3 separate regions of the Sus scrofa genome follow, and all the other regions are linked to region 2. A link is a contact called in public Hi-C data. All regions are on one chromosome and are shown on one strand. Each heading gives the region's core, a stretch centred on a gene start, on an enhancer-like site or on the middle of the called end of the contact. The rest is flanking DNA. Distances are from core to core; before and after follow the strand shown.

Region 1 (4,037 bases), core at 1,207-3,706, 200 kb before region 2:
TGTGAGGTCAGGACTGGATGCCTGGGGGTGCTGCATGGACCCTGCAACTGTGAGGGACAGGAGAACTGCCAAATTGTTGACCCAGTATTTAATGTCACGGAGCAGCAAAAGTAGCTCTGGGCCTGCCTGACTCTGGATGTTAGGTTATGCAATGATTTAAGCCAAAGCTAGGCTGGCATTCTGGGTACTTGTAGTCAAAGGTATCCCAATAAAAAAGAGGCATGGTGTGGGAGTTCCCTTCGTGGCTCAGGGGTTAATGAACACTAGTATCCATGAGGACGCAGGATTGATCCCTGGCCTTGCTCAGTGGGTTAAGGATCTGGCATTGCTGTGAGCTGTGATGTAGGTTGCAGACGCGGCTCGGCTCCCGTGTTGCTGTGGCTGTGGTGTAGGCTGGCAGCTGTAGCTCTAATTTGACCCCTAGCCTGGGATCTTCCATATGCCACAAGTGTGGCCCTAAAAAGAAAAAGAAAAAAAAAAAAGAGAGAGAGAAAAGAGACATGCCATGTTGGAAGAGGTGGAAGCAAAATTGCTGGTTTTATCTTAATAACAAATTTCTCTGTCCTTGTACTTATTTAGCCATTTCTGCCACCAAAAGGACATCTACCCCTCTCTGGCATACCAGGACTGTCAGCCGCGCTCCCCCCATTTCCAGGGGTGACCAGGAAGGCTGTGCAGTTACAAGCTGATGTACTGCACCTGTTTCCTTTTCTTCCTGGTAGGCTCATCCCACAGATGATTTGCCCAACCCCACGGGGCTTCTCTTCCACAGTATTCTGTCGACTTAAAGACATGCACAACTTAAAAGTTGACAGTTCAGTTTTATTTGGGGCAAAATGAGGACTATAGCCCAGGAGGCAGCATTTGAGAAAGTTCTGAAATACCACTCGAGAGGTAGGCGGAACGTCAGCATACATGAGATTTGGGCGAAGGGGGAGGTACAAGCACACACACATTTTACAGAAGTTAACTGCCAGCGTCGTGAAGGTCACTGCTTGTCATGAGGAGCAGTCACCACCATGAAGGATTTCAGTGCTTTTCCAGATACAAGGAGATGCAATGATTGGGCTCATAAAATCCTCTCCTGAAAGTACCTGTCTGAAGGCCTGTTCTGCCAGTTCTCCTAGGGCACTGAGAGCCTCGCTCCTGCTCTCACCCCGAGCTCTTCCAGCGGATGAGGGTCAGCAGGTGCAGTGACTCACCAGTCACTCCTTGTACAGGCAGATGGCAAGTGCCCATCTCCAGCACTTAATCCCTTCCTCCTCTTGAAGGCAAGGAGATGGACATTTTAGAACAAGATATATTGATCAGACGAAAGCAACATCAGTACCTTGATCTTCCACCAGGTTACACTGCAGTAACAAAAAGCACTGCATCTCAGGAGACTCAGAATCACAGCTGCTTATTTCTTACTGGGGCTGCAGCTGGGCGGTGCGTCTTCATTCCAGGATCTGGGATGAAACAGCAACCTAATTGTGCACATGCTGTTCTCTCACTGGGGTTAGGAGGGGGTGCAGGGAACCTCACAGACGATTTTAAAAGTTGTGCTTGAAAGTCAGCTCTGGTTACACCGCCAAGCTCCACACCAAAGAAGGAAGCCAATTAACCGGGAGTAACAGATTCTATCGCCCTTCCAGAACCTCAAACTAAATCAAGAAAGGGTCAACCGGGAAAGCATAAAGCTACCAAAGGTATGGTGGGTCGCGGCGACACAGGGCGTGGCACAGCACGGGATGCACTGGGGAGGGTAGGTCCGGAGGTTCTCAAAGGCTCCCTGGCGGGCAGAGCCCAGAATCCCAGGGCTGCCAAGTTTCTACCGCCTCCAGTTCCACACGAGCGCCTCTCCGTGGCAAACTCAGACGTTCCACGTTCCGGAAAGGCCGTTCTAGCTTCTTACGGGCCTCAAGTTGCTTTCCGCCCCAAAGCCCCGCCTTGAGGAAAGACCCCCACTGGGACGGCATTCGGGGAGGCGCCGCCGGGCGGCCGCGAGGTTCCGAGGACACTAGGGACCGGCCTGACGGGAGGGAAACACACGGCCTGAAGACAACAGGGGCAAGACATCCCGAGCGCCTTCTGGGCGCGGGACCACGCGCCCTCAAACTTTCCGCCCCCCAGGTGCCAATTCCTGAGGGCGACAGGCAGGCTCCGAGCGTAGCGTGGTCAAACGCACACGCCGGGTTCCCGCCACCCAGCGCCCACGACCCCGACACGGCGCCCCGCCTCTGCCGGACTTGTCCCAGCCAATCCCAGCGCGCGCCCCGCACGCCAGAAGATCGCAGCCAATCCTAGCGCGCGCTTCAGACGCCAGAACATTTTAGCCAATCCTAGAGCGCGTCCCGGACGCCGTCCTACCTGAGCCAATCCCAATGCGCGCCGGGGACGCCAGAAAATCTCAGCCAATCTCAACGCACGTCCTGGGCGCCGTCCCACCTGAGCCAATCCCGGCGCGCACCGCGGACGTCGGCCAATGGGAGGTCCGGGCGGTGCGGCGACGCGGCGACGCGAGGCGGCGGCAGCGGCGGGAAGGCGCGGAGATGGCGGGCCGGCGCGGGGCTCTCATCGTACTGGAGGGTGTGGACCGCGCGGGGAAGAGCACGCAGAGCCGCAAGCTGGTGGACGCGCTGTGCGCCGCGGGCCACCGCGCCGAGCTCCTGCGCTTCCCGGGTGGGCGCGCCGGGCTCCGGGAGGCCGGGGGCCAAGGGAGGACCCTGGGTGGGGGCGGGGCCCGCGGGCTTCGCGGGCACCCGAGGACGGAGGAGCGAAGTCTAGTGCTGCTGCACACGCGCTCGCTGTCCGTCTGCTGGTGGGGAGCTCCGAGCGCGGGGCTGCCGTCCATGTGCGCCCTGTGAGCCGGCCCTGGTTCCTGTCATTCAGCGGGATGCATCTGTGCTTCTATTTTTGCGTAGCTCTGATGCTACGTGTTTAGTGGGTCTTGATACACGTGTACACCCAGGAAACCATCTTTACAGTCAAGATAATGACTGTATCCATCACCCCTAGAAGTCTCCTGGTGCTGTCTGTAATCCAAGTCTCTGTTTTGTTTGACTAGCTTTGTTTGCCCATATGTATGTGTATATATATATATGTTTTAGGGTTGCACCTGTGGCATATGGAAGTTGCCTGGCTAGGGGTCAAATTGGAGCTGTAGCCATGGCTTACACCACAGCCACACGGCATCTGAGCCGCATCTGCGACCTGGGCCACAGCCACATGGACACCGGATCTGAGCTGCACGTCTGTAGCCTATGCTGCAGTTTGCAGTTTGCAGCAACACCAGATCCTTTACCCACTGAGCAAGGCTAGGGATCAAACCTGCACCCTCACCAACACTGTCATGTTCTTAACACTCTGAGCCACAATGGGAACTCTGAAAATGCTTTTTGAGTATTTATCATTTTTTTCTATTTACTGATTTTTTTTTTTTGGTTTTCATGGCCTGTGGAAAGACTAAGACCAAGGATGGAACCTGCACCACAGCAGCCACCCAAGCTGCTACAGTGACAACACCAGATCTCTAAGCCACTGCACCACAGGAGAACTATAGATACTTATCATTTTAATCTTTAGGCCAGCCAGTCTGCAAATCTTACCCAGTTTACTCTTGAACAACAGAGGTTTGAACTGTGCTGGTCCACTTACAGATTTTTTTCAATTAGTACATACAGTGCCACACAGTCCTGTGTTGGTTGATGTACAGGTATAGGCACTATGATTGACCTTTTTTGGTTCGCAGTCTGGTCAGCTTGTTGGCATTTTTGCAGTTGCTCCTTTCTGCCTGAGTTCCTTCTTCCTAAAGCATCTTTCAGCCCAGCGTATCTGCCCACTGCTGCCCTTTCTTGAGGTCTGAGTCTGAATCTAAAGCTGTAAAATGAAACTAAGTTCAGAGTTTCCGTTGTGGCTCAGCGGAAATGAACCTGACTAGTATCCATGAGGATGCAGGTTCCATCCCTGGCCTCGCTCAGTGGGTTAAGAATCTGGTGTTGCTGTGAGCTGTGGTGTAGGTCGCAGACGTAGCTCAGATCCCACATTGCTGTGGC
Region 2 (3,766 bases), core at 147-2,646:
GGCTGCCCAGGATCAATCCTGAGCAGAGAACTGGGATCTCGCTTCAAGCCATCACTCACTGCTGCCTCTCCGATATCAACTCCACTTCCTCTGCTTCCAAATGGGGAGAGCTGAGAACCAGAAAAAGAACCAGTAGGAAGGGCTTCACAACGACCTATGTCTACTGGTGTAAGGAACGCATTAAAAAAAAAAAAAGCAAAACCCCAGGAGATACAGAAAACTGACATTAGATTTGGCCTATTAAGTACGGGTCACTCCAGGCCTGTGGACCTCAAACGTCCCCTCCCATCTCTCTGGCAGGAGAGGATGGTGCCGTCTGCTGTAACAGTCTGCGTTCAGCCAGCCCTCAGCCCAGCACTCCTGAGGTGAGCGAACATCTGCACAAGGTCAGCCCAACGCTCCCTCACAGAATCTAAAGAGAAAAACCACCCCAGAAAAATCTTCCCATCCTTTCGCTGTGGACTGAGTTATTTCCTTCCACGTGCCTTGTTTGGATTTGTTTTTCACAGCAATGACTGATCAGTCCAAGCAAGGCCATCAGAGGCTGCTGCCACCAGAGTAAACGATGCTCCGGTCTGATTCCGGCCCCAGCTTTCACGATTTTCTCTAGAGGCTCCTCCCAGCCTTAAGCGGCTTCCTAGGCTTCAAGGAGTGAAACCATTAACACCTGATGCGGATTCCCAGCGGTAACGCGAAATTAAGGAACGGTCGAAAAAGGCGTGGTCACACCGCGGACAGAGCTTCCACCTGTGCCTCCGCCCCAGCCTCCCCGCCGGAGCCTCCCCGCCCACACCCCGGCCTCCACGCGGGACCCTCCACGCCGGACCCTCAGCCCACGCGGGACCCTCCCTGCCCACGCCCGGGCCCCAGAGCCCACTCCCGGGCCTCCACGCGAGACCCTACCCTCCCACTGCCAGGCCTCCACGCCGGACACCCAGCCCACTCCGGGCCTCCACTCGGGACCCTCTCTGCCCACGCCCGGGCCTCCACGCGGGACCCCCAGCCCACTTTGGGCCTCCACGCGAGACCCTCACCGCCCATTCCAGGCCTCCAACAGGCAGGCTCCCCACACACGGCCCTCCTCGCACGGGGCCCGCCGCCCGAGGAGGCCTTCCAAGCCGGGGTGTGGACTCCCCTGGACGACTGCCGTCTGGAGGCGCCCGCCTTGCCTGGGGCCTCGGCCCGCGGCCTCCACCACCCGTGTCGCGAGGCGCAGCCTGGACCCTGTCCGCCTGCAGCCCGGCGTCCTTACCCGCGGCCCAGCCGCGCCGTCGCCTGCAGAGGCCCCCGGGTCTCGCGGCGGCTCCGCCCGCTCCCGACAACTAGCGGGCCGCCCCCGCGCCGCGCGCCGGGTCCCCAACCGGCCGCCCTGGGCCCCGCCCCCGCCCCCGCGGACGCAGCTCCGATTGGCCTGGGGGCTTCTGGGGCGGGGCCTCCGGGGCCAGCGACCAGAAAGCGAGGCACGGAGTTCTGATTGGTGAACGGACCGGAGGGGGCAGGGCGAGAGGGGACAAAAGGAGTCGAACGCAATGCAGCACCGCCTCTGCTCGCAGGGCGGGGCCTCGCTCGGGGCGGGGCGGGGCGCTGGGGCGGGGCGGGGCCGCTCGGGGCGGGGCGGGGCGCTGGGGGGGGCGGGGCGGGGCGCTGGGGAGGGGCGGGTTCCCTTTGCCAGCTCCCTCCGCGCCAGCTGCTCGTCTTCCGGTTGCCGCCACACCTGGCAATTGCGCTCCTCCTGGGGCTACTGAGGCCGTGGCCTGGAGGCACTGGGTGCCAAGCGAGGATGTGCTGCGGCGGAAACAGGCCCTGCTGGGGAGGCCCACGGCCCTCCAAGCCTTCGCGGTCCTCCTCTAGCCTCGCGACCTCCACCCGGGAATGGAAACACGACACCACGCCGAGCCCGCGCCTTCTACGGACTCAGTGAACTCCTATGCACTCTTCAAGACTCGGTTCGGCTTGCCCCGGTCTTGGCACCCGCCGCGGTCTACGCGCCCGGTCAGGGGCGCCCCCGCGCGGCTGCCCTAGGGAGTAAATCCAGGATGGATCCGGACCAAACCTGGAGTCTAGCTTCAGCAAGGCCCAGACTCCTCACCCAGAGGTGGGAGGGTCAGAGCCTCTGTAGAGCATCCCTTTCGGCCACCGCTCCCTCCAGGCTTTTCCTCTAACCGGCCCCCAGGGACACCAGCGCCAGCGCCTATGTCAGAACCCAGGCACTGTTCTCACTGCCCCTAGGGCAAGACCCTGGACAGATGCTTCGTGCCAGCGGGGTGCCGCAGCGGAGAACCTGGTCAGAGAGGCGACACTGCGGGGTGTAATGCTGGAGAGGGGACCTGCACAGCCGGGACCTCACTCTCCAGGAGTCTAGGCAGACAACTACCAGGAAGGAAGGGGGCCCAAACTGTCCTAGGGTGGTCAGTGCAGTGGGCAGCCAGAGGGCCGCCTGGCCATTCAGATAGGGCTGCAGACCAGCTTCTCAAAAAAATCATTTCCATTTTTTATTTTTCTGTTTTTGGCTACACCCAAGGCATATGGAAGTTCTCAAACCAGATATGGAATTTGAGCTGCATCTGTGACCTACGCCATAGCTGCGGCGAGGCCAGATCCTTAATCCACTGTGTTCAGGACAGGGATTGAACCCACCAATGCCACAGAGAGAAGCCGGATCATTACTCCACTGTGCACAGTGGGAACCCCTTCATGCTTGCTTTGACTGATTGCTTTTTAGGACTGTACCTGCGGCACATTCAAAATTTCTTAATAGTTCTAACTACAGTGAATGAGATAAATTTTGTATTCTGTGGGTAGAAGTCACTGAACTCACCAGTGCTAATTTTTATCGTTCTTCCTGGAAATGATTCCTTTCCAGTCTTGATGGCATGCTCTTTGGGGTTTGGGATCACCAGTACAGAGGTGTTGGTACTGTTGGTACAAATTCCTCCACACCCCCCCCCCAACATATGAAGTTCCTGGGCCAGGGATCAAAGCTGGGGCTCAGACCTACACCAGGTTCTTTAACTCACTGCTGCAGGCCACAGACTGAGCCCTAGCTTTGGCGGTCATCCAAGCTGCTGCAGTCATATTCCTACTCCACTATGACACAGCGGGAACTCCCCCCCTTGATTTTAATACACAAGAAAAGCAGGGCTTTCCTTGACTCTTTCCCAGAAGACCCTCCATCTTTATAACGAGAAGTTCCCTTCGTGGCAAAGTGGAAATGAATCCGACTAGTATCCATGAGGATTCGGGTTGGATCCCTGGCCCTGTTCAGTGGGTTGGGGATCTGACATTGCTGAGGCTGTGGCGCAGGCCGGCAGCTACACCTCTGATTGGACCCCTAGCCTGGGAACCTCCATATGCTGCAGGTACGGCCTTAAAAAGAAAAAAAAAAAAAAAAAGAGCCAACAATGAGAAATTCTCAGTATCTAAACAATAGTGCTTTATTGATAAAAGGTTAGTTTCAATGGATACAAAATTGCTGTGTAAAATAAGTTTTCAAAATACACTTTCATAGGTAAAGATTATCCCTTAGTAAAAGAGCAATTATCTATTAGCAAGAGTATTTACTTAGATTTGGGCAGCAGACAAACGGGAATCTGAAAGTCTAACAGGGCAGGCCCACCCCTGCATCTCCATTAGGCGGCAGCTGTGCGCAGGAGGGAGTCGTCCGACAGGACAGGGCTCACGCTGACCACTTTCAAATGCTGCCCCAGCCCCTCTGCTGAACAGCGTTCACTAGCGTAGGGCATCAACACCCAAACCACCCAAACAA
Region 3 (4,360 bases), core at 969-3,468, 140 kb after region 2:
TTTTGTGAATGAATAAATCAGGCAACGGCTAGATGAGGCAGACTCCTAAAAAGCCTTTGGCAAGACTGTCAGATAATTTTCCTTTTTCCTAACTTTCTTTGCAGCCTCTTCCAGATGCCTGTTTGGAAGACCTGGAGCACTAACAGATGCCCTGGACTCCTCGCCCACCCTGGACGTCCACTCTCCTCTTCGACAAGAACTTAGCTACAGAGGGTGTGCTCCTTGAGGGAAAGGAAGCTCTGTTTCATCTTTGCCTCTCCTGCCGGGCCTAGCAAATCAGCACCCAGGAAAGGACTGTGGGCACGTCCTAACGAAAGCCAGCCCTCGAACCTCCCAGGCCATCCCTTCTCCCTGCCCTGACAGCTGCCTTGGATCAGCTGCTCATGACCTGGGGCCTGGGCTCCCAACTGGTCTCTCGGTGGCTTGTCTCGCTCTGTTTAATCTATTCTCCATTGCTAGAGAATGCTCTGATTCTAAAATCCAAATCTGATCTTTGACTCCAACAATTTCTGGAGTGCCAGGGCTCTTCCTGCGTTTGCATCTTGCCCGGCAGACATGGCTTTGGCGTCTTTTTTCCTTCTCCTTCTTCAGTCCCCTTGTCTGTAGAAGGAGGTGGTACAGCCCTTGCATTTCGGAGCTGCTATCAGGCACGAAACATGTGCAAGACACACGTGTAGACATTTAATAGGTTAGCTGTTAGCAGGCACAGGGCACTCTGTGGTCAAGGCTAAGGGGCAGCAAGTTCTCCTGGACGATGGTCTGGCGTGGCTGAGCCCAGGGCGGGCGGGGCTTAGCAAATGAAGGGCAGCCAAAGTGAACCTTGGGACTATCCTGAGGGGCAGGGCAAGGGACAGCAGATCAGCACACAAGGAGACTTGGGACGGGCTCAAGGTATGGGCCGTAGGAATGGGAGCGGTAGTGAACATTTGGAGACATTAAGGAGGTGATTAATCGCATGGGTGGGAGCAGGAGAGAGAGAACTGCTAGGGTTGCCATTTGCCATTTACCAAGACAAGGAAACAGGTGAAGAGGAAGCCCAGGGAGGTGGGAGGTGGGAAGAAGGGGGATGAGAAGCGGTGCTTCCTTGCCTCAAAAGATCTAAACGCCTCAAAGTCCATGACCTTTCACGTGTGCCCCCTTCCAGGACGGCTCTGGCCAGCGTCGCTGGCACCCTCCCCCACTCAATATGACTGTGCGCTCCTCCAAACGGGTCACATTCTCTCACACCCTCTTGCCCTCATCCAAGCGGCTTCCCTCACCTGAAAGGATCTATGATCTGTCCCGCAGCCTATCCACAACCTGGCTGACTTGCAGTTAGCCTTCTAGGTTCAGCGAAGAGCGGGCCTTGGTTGTGCAGCCTCCACTCCCAAGCATGCCAAGCCTTCCTGTTTTCCCCTCGGCTCCCCACCCTTCCTTCCCTAGCTAGCACCTCACACACGAGACAGCGGCTGCTCTTGGGAAAGCTGCGGACGCCCGTGTGTAAGCACCCAAAGACACCGCTGACTCTCCGGGTCGGGGTTAAGTGTGTGTAGGTAATTACATGCATACACAATACGCAAATAATTTTTTTCAACAAAGCAAAAAAGTTGAAATGTAGGTTTTTTTTGAACTATGATAGCTTTGGAAACAGAAAGCTGTCGATTCTAAAACTCGACTCTTGGCTCCTTGTCACCCCTTCCCCACAACCCACGGGCTGTCGAGGACCCTCCTCCAGCCCCGCCACGCTGACTCGGGCAGGTCCCAGGGAGCCCCGTGCCCGGTTTCATCGTCAGCTGCCGGGGGACCTGGCTCGCGAGTCAGGCTCAAGAGATCCGGTGGGAGGCTCCCTCGGGCTGGCCGACGCCGGGGCTGCGGGACCACCGCGCCCTCAGTCCCCTCCCACGCGCCCGGCTCGCCCCGCCTCTCGCCCCTGGCTCTGGGTTGGGCACTTCCCCAGCCGCCCGCTACGCCTCTGCCCGGGGTCCCCAGGTCCGGGGCCGCCCCCGCCCTGCCGGCTGGCAGATGTCAGACGGCGCGCGCTGCGGGGCCCAAGCCGCGGCCGGAAGCGCGCCGCCCCGTTTCTCTCGGGCAAGTCCGGTACGGGCCGCCGCCCCCACCCGCTGGGCCCTTCGGTCGCCGCCCCGCGAGGCCACTCACCCTCCATCATCTCCTGCGACTGTTGCTGGCCCGTGCCGCGCTCCGCCGCCATGTTCGCTGCTCTCCCCCTTTCCGGAATCTGTCGCCTCAGGCCCCTCAGCCAATCAGGGCTCCCAGCTCAGAGCTTTCCCAGCCAATGGAGTCCCACGCGCTTTGCGCGGCCCCAGAGTCTCATGGGAGTTGTAGTCCTCCTGCGAGGCCGCGCCCATCCTCAGCCCCCCCGCAGCCAGCCTCACCTCCCGGCAGGCAGCTGATTAGTGCCGGGGAGGCTCTGGAAGCGAGGAGCGGGAAAAAGGCAGGTGCAGTCGGGGCCGGACGCATGGAGCTGAGCCTGCAGGCGAGCGGGAGGAGTCTGGGAGGCGATCCGCGCTCGTGGGCTGGTGGCTGGATACGGAGGGGCGGGTCCCTGCGTGGGGCTGCAAAGTGAGGGTCAATCGAGTGCGAACCGGCCCCGCTGGGTCTCAGTGGCTGCGTCTGCACAATGGGCAGACTTTGTCCCAACGTCGCTGCGCGGAGTTGGCCCGTGTGAAGGGGCCGCTTCCAGCTAACGCACAGCTCAGTGCGCCTGTACTCGTTCCGGAGCCGGGACCTTCCGCACGCGGGGTTGGAGAGCAGGTCGGGGCCCGGGACGCCGACCCAGCCACTGCGGGCCCCACAGCGCCGTCAGTCCCCGGCCCCGCAGGCAGCATGGGCCGTGAAGGAGCCGCCTTGCGCGCCCTGCCTTCAGGCCGACGCCTGTGGGAGGCAAGCTCCGCTCTGTTCACCGCCTCAATCCTGAGGCCAGAAGCACGGCGTCCGCGGACTGCGCAGGTGGAGGCGCAGCCCCTTTGGCTCCTCCGAGGCGCCGTAGGCCTCCGGTGCGTCCCTAGCAACCGTTGTCGCGCGCGTCTCGGCTCGCTCGCTGGGTCCCGCCCACCGGCGCCAGGGGTTGGCCCGTGGGGACTGCCGTTTGGCGCCGGCCGCCCTGCCATTGGCTGGCGGGGCAGGAGGCGCGGATCGGTTCCTTCTTGGCGGGTGAAGCGAACTCGGCGGGTGACTCTCCGGCCTTCGGTGAGAAGCGTGCGCTGAGAGCCGGCCCGCGCCCCGCGCCGCCCGCCTTCCCTCCGTGCGGTCCGGCCGGCTGGAGGCCCGCTTGCCGCCTTGCGGCCGTTTGCCGCCATCCGCGCCGCGGCAGGTCCTGGGGCCACACGCCCCCCGCACTATCCTCACCCTCGGAGGGGCTGGGTGCCCTCGTCCCCGCTGGAAGGTGGGCCCCGGGAGAACGCGCGGCACGGAGCTCTTCCGCGCAGCGCGGGGTGAAAGCGTGAGCCCGCTACCTCTCTGGCCTTTGTCTTCAACCTGCTCACCCGCGCCTTTTTTTTCTTTCTGGCCGCGCGCACCGCACGCGGAAGTTCCCGGGTCAGGGGTCGAACCCGATTCCGGGCAGTGACAACGCCGCATCCTTAACTGGCTAGACCACCAGAGAGTTCCTACCGTTGATCCCTTCTAGTGTATTTTTCAGTTGCTGTATTCTTTCGTTCTCATTGCTTCTTCCGTGTGCCTTGTAACTCTGGACGTTCTCACGGCGCTCACCTGTTCTCCTGACATCTGTGATCGTTACCTTGGGCTCTCCTATCGCTTAGATGACTTGTCTTCGCTTAGTTTGGTTCTTGCTCTTTCATTTGGAACATTTTCCGCCATCTTCTCATTTTGCCTAATCTCTGTGGTTATCTCTTTGTATGAGGTCGTTTGGTTATGCCCCTCAGCCCTGGGGCAGTGGGCTTTTGTCGGAGGGGTTCTGTGGGCTCAGCAGCGCGCTCCTCTGCGGCCCCCAGAGCCAGATGCTTCAGGCTGTTCCCTATGTGGGCTGTGTGTGCTCTTGCGTCGAGGTGGAGCTGAGGCCCAGCATTGCTGGTATGTGGAACTGGCCCCAGCCCAGCTGGCTGGGAGGCCCAGCCTGGTGAGGTTACTGTGGGCACATTGGTGGGCTGGGCCCAACCCTGGGTGCTTAGAGACCGGGGGAGGCTTCCAGAATGGTGCCTGCCAGCCCTGGTGTCAGCACTGTGGAGCAAGGTTGCAGAAATGGTTGCAGCCAGGGTCCCAGCGGGGGCGAATCCCAGCTGCCTTTCCGGGAGGCTCTCTAGGATCAACGAGTGGGTTGACCGAGGCTCCTTTGAAACCACCGCCTTGGTGCTGGATTTCAGAGCGAGTGAGATGAGGTGCACGGCCACGAGAGCAGGGTCGC

Evidence for each region. Hi-C and Micro-C count contacts between places; a contact is called where the count stands out from the background.
Region 1: a Hi-C map of liver shows a contact between it and region 2, with 9 times the contacts expected there. The contact joins the promoter of DTYMK here to the promoter of FARP2 in region 2. A contact is called at or near these places in 1 of 5 promoter capture datasets (liver) and 3 of 47 Hi-C or Micro-C datasets (embryonic fibroblasts, heart right ventricle and liver).
Region 3: a Hi-C map of liver shows a contact between it and region 2, with 4 times the contacts expected there. The contact joins the promoter of PPP1R7 here to the promoter of FARP2 in region 2. A contact is called at or near these places in 3 of 47 Hi-C or Micro-C datasets (brain, heart right ventricle and liver).

Annotation. Positions count from the first base shown.
Region 1 is chr15:140,254,222-140,258,258 of Sscrofa11.1, reverse strand. It overlaps DTYMK (thymidylate kinase), which reads left to right and starts at 2,456. Exons shown (of 5, transcript XM_021076414.1): 1 at 2,456-2,664. The coding sequence starts at 2,535.
Region 2 is chr15:140,057,935-140,061,700 of Sscrofa11.1, reverse strand. It overlaps FARP2 (FERM, RhoGEF and pleckstrin domain-containing protein 2), which reads right to left and starts at 1,396. Exons shown (of 27, transcript XR_002339387.1): 1 at 1,253-1,396. SEPT2 (septin 2) reads right to left here. Exons shown (of 13, transcript NM_001243793.1): 13 at 3,410-3,766.
Region 3 is chr15:139,915,867-139,920,226 of Sscrofa11.1, reverse strand. It overlaps PPP1R7 (protein phosphatase 1 regulatory subunit 7), which reads right to left and starts at 2,218. Exons shown (of 10, transcript NM_001243902.1): 1 at 2,137-2,218. The coding sequence starts at 2,188. It also overlaps a transcript of PASK not described here.